Regions from separate parts of the Mus musculus genome. Here all the other regions are linked to region 2. A link is a contact called in public HiChIP or PLAC-seq data. All regions are on one chromosome and are shown on one strand. The core of a region is the stretch at or near the end of the contact, and the rest is flanking DNA. Distances in the headings are between cores, read along the strand shown. Region 1 has its middle 40 kb from the start of Gm30609. Region 2 overlaps Prickle1 (prickle planar cell polarity protein 1). Region 3 has its middle 61 kb from the start of Gm30609.

Region 1 (3,714 bases), core at 865-3,364, 490 kb before region 2:
TCTCACTGTTATAGTACAGTCACTTAAGCCCACGTACCTTGACTTCCTGACTGAGGAAGCCAGTCTTGAAATCAAGTATTCCACGCTGTTGTTTTAGGGGAGAAGATGAGATGGGGGGAGAGGGTTTTACAGATTGCAGAGACTGTATTATGAATGTACGAGAATGATTACAATAAGTCAAGTAGAGCCCAGCTTACAGAGGGAAGAGTGTAAGCAAGGAAGAAGTTTGATTTAGTGACGTCTTTGGGGGATACAAGGGAAATTTCTTTTAAGTGAGCTAACTCTTATTTCAACATTCACACTCATCTTCTCTGCAGATCTCTCGTCATTACAGTAGCCAGTCCTGGGAAATCTGAGTTAGTGTTCTTCTTCTGGGGTTTCTGGCCCACTTCTCTCTTTTTGTGTCCCGTGTAAGAATCCTTTCACCTATGTGTGGCCACCATGGGATAGCAAGTCACTGGGAGGCGAAGGAAAGCCCCACTCAGGGGCAAAGCATAGGCACCCCCCCCCCCGTGTATTTTCCCATGATTTCACGGGCTCTCGGTTTTCATTCCCCTAATAAGGGTTTTCATGCTGAGGGTTAACATTTTCCAAAGCCACTGAAAAGAAATTAATTTGTGACTTGAGGTCTTGTACTACCAGAAGTAACACACGTCCTCACACAGGGACTGTGGTAGTAACATCTATATGAAGAAATTCGGCAAAGGATCTAAAATAAATCTCGTGTCTGTGAATTCTCTGAAAAATAGCTATGGATGCAAGGAGACATCTTAAGCATCCTCCGCTCAATACAAGAAGATAAGTTCCTCAAGGCAGCCCATCTGGACTTGGTGAGAACAGCTAACATCAGGATCTTTTGCACAAAGTGGGTGGCTTTGACCTTGGAAAGTGCATTTTTCTAATGTGTTCATAATAGGATAAAAAATGTATTAGTCTTTCTTCAATGATTCGATTTAAGTATTTTTTTTAATCAGTAAGTTGGAAGCAAATCTAGGGCTTACCTTAATTTCATTAAGCCTGTCGAGTTACATATTCTATTCTTTAACTTTTATTTAATTAAGAAAGTATAAAGCTACAGAGGGATGTAATCCCTGTCCTCAATTAGCTTAAAATCAAATGTTCCAGGTCCTCTGTAACCCTGTAATTATAACAGGCATTTGGAAGCTGCTTGGCTAAAAGCATTGATTCCTCGCTGGGGCCTTCAGAGAAATCAAATGGAAAGACTGGTACCCAGCCGTTGTCTTTCGTCTGCCTCCTGCACTGTGAGACACTCCTTACCTCTACACACAGGCACGCTGATTATGTGACGACTGTCTTTCTAGAAACCACTCATGCCTCAGCTCCCTTATTCCCTGCTGCACAGAAGGCACGAAGATCAGAGGCCATGTAATACCTTCCTGTCAGCTCCTTACAAGGCCCTGTCCCAGATATTATGACCGTCCCCACCCCAGGTAGCCAAAGGTCAATAGTCATAACCCTAAACATGCAGTCACCTTGGATTCCAGGAACAGAAGAGCCCTGAGGACCCCCACCCTGCACCAAGGGCAATTATCTCCGATGGTGAGGCAGTACCATGGAGAAGCAATTGTCACCTGAGAACCAGCAGCCGCCTTTCATCTTAAGTAATAAAGACTTCCGTGGACCACCTTGAAGAACAGGAGCTGAAGCAATGATTAAACAGCCCGTGCCCTAATGGAGACTGCTTAATGATGTCTAACTTTTGTGCCTGTCCCACTTCTTATATTTCAACCTGAAGCCCATATCAGTACCACAAGGATAGACCTGGAGTTACTGCAGCCTTTTGTCTGCGTCCCTTTACGTGCAGATTTCCTAACTCTCCTTAAAATCGGCATGGAGAGATGATGGCTGAACACACCCTGTGGATCCACTAGATCCAGGGTTTTTTTTCCCCTCAAGCACTGGTTACATAATGAAGACAATATAATTTAATATGATGAAAAATTATGGATGCAGCAATGACGTCATAGGCAGCTCAAATTATCAAGTATCAGGGAAGCAAAAAAAAAAAAATCTCTCTCCTCCAAATGTCACATGAGCTAAATCAGAAAGGCATACTAAACAGGAAATGTCATTGGACTAGATGGAAAACAGGGAGCTTTGTGGGATGGAGAAGGCCTGCAAAGAGTGAGCACTGGCTACTCTATCGGGGTCAGAATTGGGACAGTTACTGGAAAGCCAAAACAAGAGATTAGTGAGCATAAGAGAAGAGTTTATCATATCAAAGGATGGCCTGTGTATCTATCTCTCTTTAGCTTTTGTTTCTCTCCATGGTGCAAAGGGAGAGAGGAAGTGGCAGCCAAGGCTAGAAGTGCCTTGCCTGTCACCACGTTATCAGTCCAGGTGCCCCATCAGAAAGGAATGCAAGAACACTAGGAAAGGCTCCTTAGGAGAGTTGAAGGGATCCTAGTAACAGTAGCAGTCCGAAGGTACTCGGGACAGCTAAGACAATGGCTGAGATATAGAAAAGAAAGAGATCCTAGAGAGAAAGGGAGGGAGCTCTGTGTGGGCATGCATGGGAGCTCTGTGTGGGCATGCATGGGAGCTCTGTGTGGGCATGCATGGGAGCTCTGCGTGGGCATGCATGGGAGCTCTGCGTGGGCATGCATGGGAGCTCTGTGTGGGCATGCATGGGAGCTCTGTGTGCGCATGCATGGGAGCTCTGTGTGGGCATGCATGGGAGCTCTGTGTGGGTGTGCATGAGAAAACTGCAGACATGAAATTGATTTTGGATACTGTGTTTCCTCAGCCACATCGTCCTCTATCAAGTGACCCAAAATATAGACGACTTTCCCTCCAGGTTTTTATTCTCTAGTTCAATCCCTCAAGATGCACCTCCCCCCCCCCCCGCAAAAGACGTACCCCCCCCCCAAATAATCAGTAGTTAAACTTCAAAGTTCAGGCAAGACGTTTCATCCCTGAACATGTGGTCTTGTTAAAATATGAATGTTTTGTGCACTTCAGACATCAAGAACTCACTTGCGACCTAGTCATTGTAAGTGAAACCTCCAAACCTTCCTATCTTTAGATCTCCTCGGGTTTCTGTGACATCTGTGCAGAGGCTGGGGAATTGTGCCACGATCCTCGGGTTCCTCCACGTTCTTGATTTCCACTCAATGGCTTGAAGCGTCCCTTTATTTTTGCCCTAACCCGGGATTAAACTCGGCCCTTTCATCTGACTTTTATAAAGAACATATATACTTGGAAGTAAGTCAACAGGAGACATCTTCCTAAGACTCCCTCACCGCCAGCTGGAGATGACTGTGAGAGGGTGTTCCGTTACTGAAATGGGGTCGAGTTTAACTGAGTTTCAGCCCTCCTATTGGCCATGTCAAGACACGAATCAACCAATTGCAATGTCATCTCTCACTCCCCATGACCCTCCCCGTGACCATGCAACAACCTCGACACCAACAAAGATCAGAGAAAGAGCAGTTCTGTCTTCTTCCTCAAGTCTCCAAGGAAGGGGCTACTGGAAGATGGGAGAGGGCAATAGGATTGTGTCTGAGACAGGGCAAGAAAAAGATCTGCAGTAGATTCTCTTAAGTCATACATATTTCTCGACTACTCAAAATGTGTCACTTACAAATGAACATTAAGGACCCAAGCGCTTGAACAGAACATGGTTCAATCTCTTCTTTGAAACAACCTTGCAGCAAAGCACCTTCTGCTCCTTTGCTTAAGCCCACTCCTTCA
Region 2 (3,617 bases), core at 179-2,678:
CACAGGCTCAGTCCCGTGAATTACACACAGGCTGCCAGGAAAGAAACGAGGGAAATACACAATAGAATTTGTAACCACTCCTCTTACGTTGGCTACTTTTACTTGACATCCGGGCTCCTACTGGATTGTCACTTGTCTCCTTAATTTTTGTTTTTTTAAATTTTTATGTGATTGGGTATTTTGCCTGCATGTGTGTATGTCTGTACACTATGTGTCTCTGCCTGGTTCCCAAGGAAGACGGAAGAAAGCATCTTGGGTCAGATGCTCTCTTGACACATATACGATGATGGAGAAGCCATACAGCTGCAGGCTGGGATGTGTGGTTCTTTTTAAATGAATGAAATGGTGAAAGGAGCTAGCTAGTTTCCAAGAAAAGAGAGGGGTGAGAAAAGACAAAGGAGAGGCATGGAAGTGTTAACACTTCCTGTGGCTTAGAGGCCGCATGCGTGGATCACTCCTAAGATAATCCCTGAAAAAGTACACCAACTCTGCCAACCTCCAGCTTGCTTCTCCCTCTGATGGCTCTGGTTCTAAGGCTCCTTAACTCCTTGCCTCCTTGCCTCCGGACAACCGGCCCTAAGGCTTCATACTGCATTTAAATATTTAAATGCTAATGGTAGCAGGTACTGTGGTCACACCACCCGGTAAAACTGGAAGCTAACACTGGGATGAAAGTGGATCTCTGCTTTCCTACAATTGTGGTACCCTTTATGTTGTCGAGAAAGTTTGTTGAAAGGCTGGACTAAAACCTGTGTGAGTTTGTGGTTTAAAATGGGGACATTGCATCCAAGTGACATGTCACACGATTTACCCCCATCAGGATAGGGACTCATCCCACATTCTCAGAGAGAACAGCTCTAAGAAGGGATTTAGACCTTTGGTTTAGGAGGCAGAAAACATGGTCTCTCACCATTTGCAGAGCTTTTGTTTTATTTTTCTAGTTTTGAAAATAGAGTAGCATTTAATTTTTAAAGGCTCTTTTTTTAAAAATATTTATATTCTGTTGTTTTCCTCCTACCCCACCCCCCAGCCAGGTTTGGCAGCAGACAAATGCTCCCCGTTTCAAAATTCAGGTTAAATTGCATCGAAAGTAGCAGTTCTCCTGGTGAGAGCCCATGAGTTACTAATTAAAGTCTTAACCCCTAGTCTCTTCCTTTGACACACAGGGGCGGATCTTACAGGGCAAAAGGGAAAGACCCAAGCTGTCTTCTGACTTTCATTAACACGTCCCCTTTTATTGAGGGGGTGGAGGAATGCACCTCTGTTTCCAGTCTTTGCTAAGACGTGAATTGTCTGCACCTGTGTGCCACGGCTGGGTCAGAGGTGAGAACCCCCGCCACCGTGGAGTCGGAAATGAGGCTGCCTGCCCTTCTGTTGGGGTGCCTGAAAGCCCGTTTACTGGCTGGGGCGGTATCTTGCTGAGTCACCATTTCTCCTGCAGGAATGACTGCAGCCATGAGGCAGGTGCTCTTTTAACTCTGCCCCTTTGTGAGCTGTTCTCAAGTTCGAAGTTTAAAATGTCCTTGGATATTTTGCTAGCGGTGTATTTTAACAAGTGACTCCCCCGACCCCACCAACACTAAGAATTTAGTGTTGCACTGAGAGAATTGCTGAAACATCATTTTACCTCGGTCTGGGATTGGTTAGGATTTAAAGACAGAGGGATTAGGCTTTAACTCTTCTTATACAGGAGGCATTTGCCATCCTGGAACCCTCTCTGTAAAGTGACTGGATCAGACTAATAATTTAAAAAAATATATTAATATTTATTTTATGTGCGTTGGTGTTTTGCCTGCATGTATGTTTGAAGGTGCCAGGTCTCTAGAATTGGAACTCTAGCCAGTTGTGGGCTGCCATGTGGGTGCTGAGAATTGAACTCAGGTCTTCTAGAAGAGCAGCCATAGCCCTTAACCACCGAGCTATCTCTCCGGCCCCCTAACACACAAACTTCTTTATATTAAAATATGTCAGGATCAAAACGTTTAAAGAAAACTGGAATCGTGAAGGTTCTTGTTTTCCTTCTTAGTGCCTCGTGTGTGAGCGATGATTTTTAAGAACTATAAGACAAAGGGATAACACACCGTGCTACCAAAGCCAACATCTCAGCCTCAGGACCACTCCTTGACACCTTCAGTACCCTTTTTCTGAGACAGCTTTCTTATTCAGAAATTTAACACCTCACTTTGACCAATAGTGGGGCTGGTTCCATTTCACACTCAATAAGCCTTCCTAAACGTTGGTTGATAATGAGATTAAACAATCAAGTCTCCAAGCTGGACCCATCTGTGACCTGGCACCGTATCCAGTATTCCGAGGGGATTCGCTGACTGCCTGTCCTGGGTGTAGAAGTTTGATGTCAGGGATTAGAAGTTTAAACTGTACGGTTTACTTCAGGGATAACACTCTCGGCTGTCTCTGCTGCCTCCACTGGAAAACTTGCTTAGGAAATCTGGGGGACTGAGCAGGGTCTCTGCGGCCAGCTTTCTGGGCAAGGCAGAGCCCAGTTCCCCACTTCTGTTTAAACTCTTACACCTCGCAGGATCTCACGCATAGGTAAACAAGTCAAGCAGAGCCATCCCCTTACTCGAGCAAGAAGTATCCTTTAAAGGCAACAGAGAGCACTAGCCTGGTGGCCCGTTTTCTTTGGTACTGAGCTGGTTAAGGGAGTCACTTCCTAATTGCCTGAGTGGCACGGGGCCTGAAGTCAGCAAACCCAGGCGTTTGGTTCACTGTCTCTGAGCCCATCCATATGTAAACTAGAAGCTCTTGGTAGAGAAGCATTGCTTTTTAACACAGCGCCTTCTATGTCACCCACAGCAGCTGTCTCTTGGATGTCCTGTGACTAAGCAGCCAGCTTTAAAACTTCATTATTATGCCTTTGGAGATGGAACCGAAAATGAGCAAACTGGTCTTCGGGTGCCAGAGAAGCTCCACATCAGATGATGATTCCGGCTGTGCACTTGAAGAGTATGCATGGGTCCCACCGGGCCTCAGGCCCGAGCAGGTAGGTAGGAAGCAACGCTGTCCCCTTTGATGTGCTTTCCAGGGAAGTGTGGAACCTCTCATCTCCCTGGCTGGCTTTGCTGTCTAAGGTCTGGTTTGGTTTCAGTAATGCCCTCCTTCTGCCATCGTGATTAATGCAAATGCAGGGCACCACAGGCGTTTCTGATAGGACTTTCACAAGTCACCTTTTAGGGAAGAGAAACGTTCCTCATTTGGAGTTTTGTTTTTTTTTTTTGTTTGTTTTTAAATGGTAGGTGGGGTGGGGGAGGGGTGTTTGTCTTTTGAAATGGGGTCTCACTGTGTAGTCCTGGCTTGCCTCCAATTCACAGAACTCAGAGATCTGCCTTCCTATGCCTCCCAAGTGCTGAAATTAAAGGTGTATGCCACTATTACATGTCTCAAAGGTTCAGTAAGGACAAAAGGAAATAGAAGGACGACCTCCAGGCCAGTTCTCCACAATGCCCCTCTACGGAAGAGGAATGTGGTGTTGCTGATAAACATGGCCTTTGACAACTACAGTGGGGATCAGAGACACATCATTGTGGCACATCCTTTGTTTCTCTGTTTTAAAGATGGGAGCGATCTGCCTGCCTGTTTTTATTTCCCAATATCCT
Region 3 (3,641 bases), core at 569-3,068, 510 kb before region 2:
TGTCTTTGGAAAGGTTTTGTGAGACGAGTCAACAGCAGAGAAATGCACTTTGCCAGGCCGGGCTGGAGAGGGAATGGAAATGTGGTTAGAAAAAACAGGCGGGTCTGAGGCTTGGGCCTTCGTGTTCTTCACTTTGGAAATGAAATTATCTCCAGCAAACTTGGCTTTTAGGAAAAGCCTTATCCCCACACCCGGTCGCTCTTTATGCTTTTTCCTATCGTTTTGAAAATGCAAGATCCAAATTCTTTTAAGAAAATTATTTTGGAAGAAAGAGAAAGAAAAAAAAAAAAAGAACTTCTCAACTATTTGTTGCAATACTTTTTTTTGGCAGGGAATGTTATAGAGTCACAAGCAATTGCAGCAATGATTTATGAACAATTACTAGAGGATGACAAACCAACAATGTGAAAGAGGAGGGTGTTGGGAATTATGAAAACACTCCGGACCCACAGCGCAGCTAGTCTGCCTGTCTGCGTTCTTTATCTCTGGACAGCAGCACTGGCGTGGACCGCATGGCGGTTTATACTGCTCACGGCAGGCCCCAGGCCTCTTCTGCCTCTCCGCAGGCACAAGGCCCGCGAGCTGGGACTGACAATGCTGTTTCTCATCTTGCGGAGCCACGTGAGAACGTTAGGCTTGAGCCCTGTTTTTATTATATCGTATTACCCATGCATTGCTCTAATACAGTATTAATACGATACAGATGTATTAATGCATTGTGGCATCGCAGATATTGAAGTATAAGGGCACAGAGACTTATGTGGGAAGTCTTTTCAAGGTCTGTGGAGACTTCTTCCATGGTCCAAAAGAAAGGAATTCCCAGAGGGAAGCCCACTCACCATAGAGCGACCGCACTGTCTAGACGGCCTAAATTGGTGGTATGGGAAGAATGCTGAGAGCTCATAATTAAATCAAAGTAACCTCTACCTGCCATTTGGATCACAAGCAGAAACAAAAGTAGTATTAATTGCAAATGCCAGCAATCCAAAAATGTGATTAATTTAAAAAAAAATGCTACTTTCCCCGCAGACAGTTTTCTTCAATTCACATATCTTTTGGTAGAAAAATAAATTCAGGAAGGTTCTCCATCATACAAGGAATTCTTTGTTCCACTGGCTACTAACATTTTAAACAAACTCACCCTTCAAGATAAGGGGATCTCCTGAAAGGGCTCAGGCCTCTCGTTCTCTTCCCCATCGGTCAACTTGCCAACACTAAAGGAGGTTCTCACATTAAGAGCCAAGATGTTTGCTTCCAGAGGCGATGTGTGAAAGATTCCCCTGTGATCTGGCCTGGATAGTGTTGTGTTACATTGATTATGCTGATACTCTCAGGAGGGAGTAGAAAACAAACTCAAGTCTGGATCACTAAGTGCCCAGTTAGAGGGAGGTCTATGAAGAGCTGGACACCAGTTGTGTGGGGAAAGAGTATTTACTGAGTGTTTCCCAGAAGGAAACCTTTGCCCCTGGACACTCTGTGTGGTACTATCTTATAACTGACTCTCAAACCGAGACAAAGAGACACCAGGCATGGAGAGACACCAGGCAACTCTTAGAAAGGAAAGGGGAATGGCTTACATTTTCAGAGGTTCAATCCATTATCATTATGGCAGGAAGCATGGCAGCACACAGGTAGACACAGTGCTGGAGAGGTAGTGAGTTCTATATCCAGATCCATAGGCAGCAGGAAGAGAGAGCAACTGGCAGTTGAAATCGGAAAGCCCATCCCCAGTGGCTCACTTCCTCCAAGAAGGCCAGATCTATTCCTACAGGGCCACGCCTCCTAATCCCTCTCAAGTAGCACTGCTCCCTAATGGCCAAGCATTTAAATCTATGAGCCTACTGGGGCCATTCTTATTCAAAGCACTGCAGTGTCATAGGCAGCTACAGCTGCTAGCCACACATGCTTCTCCAACACAGCATCTACTGCACATGCTGCCAGGCAACACCTGTGAGGCCACTGAGTGATTAGCAGACGACTGTTCCTTTGTATTGAAGCCAACTGGAGACTTGCATTGAGAGCTGTGGCTGAGTTGTCACGACAAAATTAAATGAAGGTTCATGGAAACTGCTTCCCAGAAAGTTATTTTTAGCAACACTTCTGGTCAAAAACAACTGTAGGGAGCCCCAGAACTCCATGAATATAAATTCCCTTGAATTAAATCCCCCCACCCAAATTTTGTGGAGTTGAATGTATATAGTTTTCATAAAGTCTAGATATTGTCAGATGTCCATATTTGACATAGTTCTGTATGTTTATACTGCATATGGGATTGGCAAGAGTGTGATTAAATAGGAGACGGGATTATTTAGATGAGAGCCACTGTGTCACAGTCTCTCTGGTGCTTGCTATGCAGGAGGCAGGAGGGAGAAGAATGTATTTTGCCTTTACACGATAGTAGTTAATTCTTTTACTTTCTAAAAGTTAGGAAATAGAGCTGAGGGCTGAGCTCCATTGGTGAGATGTCTGCCAAATAGCGAGAGGACCCACAAGTCAAATGCAGTAGTACATTGTCTGTACTATAAATACGGAAGAGGCAGGGACAGAGAGATTCTGTAGCTTGGTGGCCAGCCAGTGTCTGACTCAGGAAGCTCCAGGGTTAGCGAGAGACCTTGTCTCAAAAACTGAGGAGTAGAAAGAATAGAGAAAGGTGTCCACATGCATGTGTTTGTGCACTCACTCACAGTGTAAATCCACATAAACATGTATACACATTCATTTACACATGCACACATGCATACATGTAAAACAAACAAACAAACATGTATACACACATGCGCACTTGCACATACACACATATACACATGCATACATGTACTAACCAACACAAATATGTGCATATGCCCTTATATATACTCACATGCACATATGAGCACATGTGTAAATCCACACATGCATTTACACATACACACATGCACACTTGCACACATGCACATTGTAAACACACACGAACATATACGCACATGAACTTACACATGCACACATGTGCAAACCAACACAAACATGCACACATATTTGCACATACATTTATACACATACACATATGTATAAACCCATATAAACGTGAACACACGGATACACCACACACATATACACACATACAGTCACATAGAAACATATACAAACCCACAAAAATGTGTACACACATATACAACACACACACACACATTTACAAAAAAGTACATGAAAAATAACTATCACTCTACCTCCATCAAAAACAGTGATTCACCTTTTACCTGCTTATGTAGTTTTTGCTAAATATACATTTCTCAAGTCCCTTAGGAACTACTAGCAGCATATATGATGTACCTTTGATATATATTTTCTTCCATAAATGTTCCAATAGTTCCAGGATGATCTGCCCACTTGTTACAGTAAGGAGTGTCATTGGATGATGTGATGCCTGAGTTCTGAGTACCAAGATGATTTGTAGTTCAATGAAGAAATAAGAAAAAAGAGCTTCTAAAGTAGAGAGTCTAGATTTTTCAGACACTTTGTGACTTAAAAGCAACCTGGTTTGGGTGAGTAGTGATTTGATGCTACCAGCGAGGGAGGGAGAAAGCGTCCATGGATGTCTAATTCACACGTTGAGATGAAATGACGGTGAGTATGGGAGGTGGAAGACTCGGAGGATAAGTGGA

What was found. HiChIP or PLAC-seq counts read pairs in DNA pulled down with a chosen protein or histone mark.
Region 1: an H3K27ac HiChIP or PLAC-seq map of T-cell acute lymphoblastic leukemia shows a contact between it and region 2, with 5 times the contacts expected there. The contact joins two enhancer-like sites. A contact is called at or near these places in 1 of 484 Hi-C or Micro-C datasets (cerebral cortex) and 5 of 115 datasets of contacts at active chromatin or transcription factors (T-cell acute lymphoblastic leukemia, craniofacial prominence, embryonic limb bud and 2 more).
Region 3: an H3K27ac HiChIP or PLAC-seq map of epiblast stem cells shows a contact between it and region 2, with 6 times the contacts expected there. The contact joins two enhancer-like sites. A contact is called at or near these places in 1 of 484 Hi-C or Micro-C datasets (the 3T3-L1 cell line), 4 of 115 datasets of contacts at active chromatin or transcription factors (craniofacial prominence, embryonic limb bud, epiblast stem cells and 1 more) and 1 of 9 other capture datasets (adipose tissue).

What each region holds. Positions count from the first base shown.
Region 1 is chr15:94,001,036-94,004,749 of GRCm38.p6, reverse strand. No RefSeq gene overlaps it. Among named protein-coding and RNA genes, the nearest start is that of Gm30609, 40 kb to the right of the region's middle. Within about 2 kb of position 2,114, at least 13 of the 459 cell types and tissues checked have an H3K27ac peak or open chromatin away from gene starts, as enhancers often do. A contact at or near this core is called in T-cell acute lymphoblastic leukemia, where this site is marked.
Region 2 is chr15:93,511,837-93,515,453 of GRCm38.p6, reverse strand. It overlaps Prickle1 (prickle planar cell polarity protein 1), which reads left to right. Exons shown (of 8, transcript NM_001033217.5): 2 at 2,818-3,004. The coding sequence starts at 2,873. Among named protein-coding and RNA genes, the nearest start is that of Prickle1, 82 kb to the left of the region's middle. Within about 2 kb of position 1,428, at least 51 of the 459 cell types and tissues checked have an H3K27ac peak or open chromatin away from gene starts, as enhancers often do. A contact at or near this core is called in T-cell acute lymphoblastic leukemia and epiblast stem cells, where this site is marked.
Region 3 is chr15:94,022,633-94,026,273 of GRCm38.p6, reverse strand. No RefSeq gene overlaps it. Among named protein-coding and RNA genes, the nearest start is that of Gm30609, 61 kb to the right of the region's middle. Within about 2 kb of position 1,818, at least 58 of the 459 cell types and tissues checked have an H3K27ac peak or open chromatin away from gene starts, as enhancers often do. A contact at or near this core is called in epiblast stem cells, where this site is marked.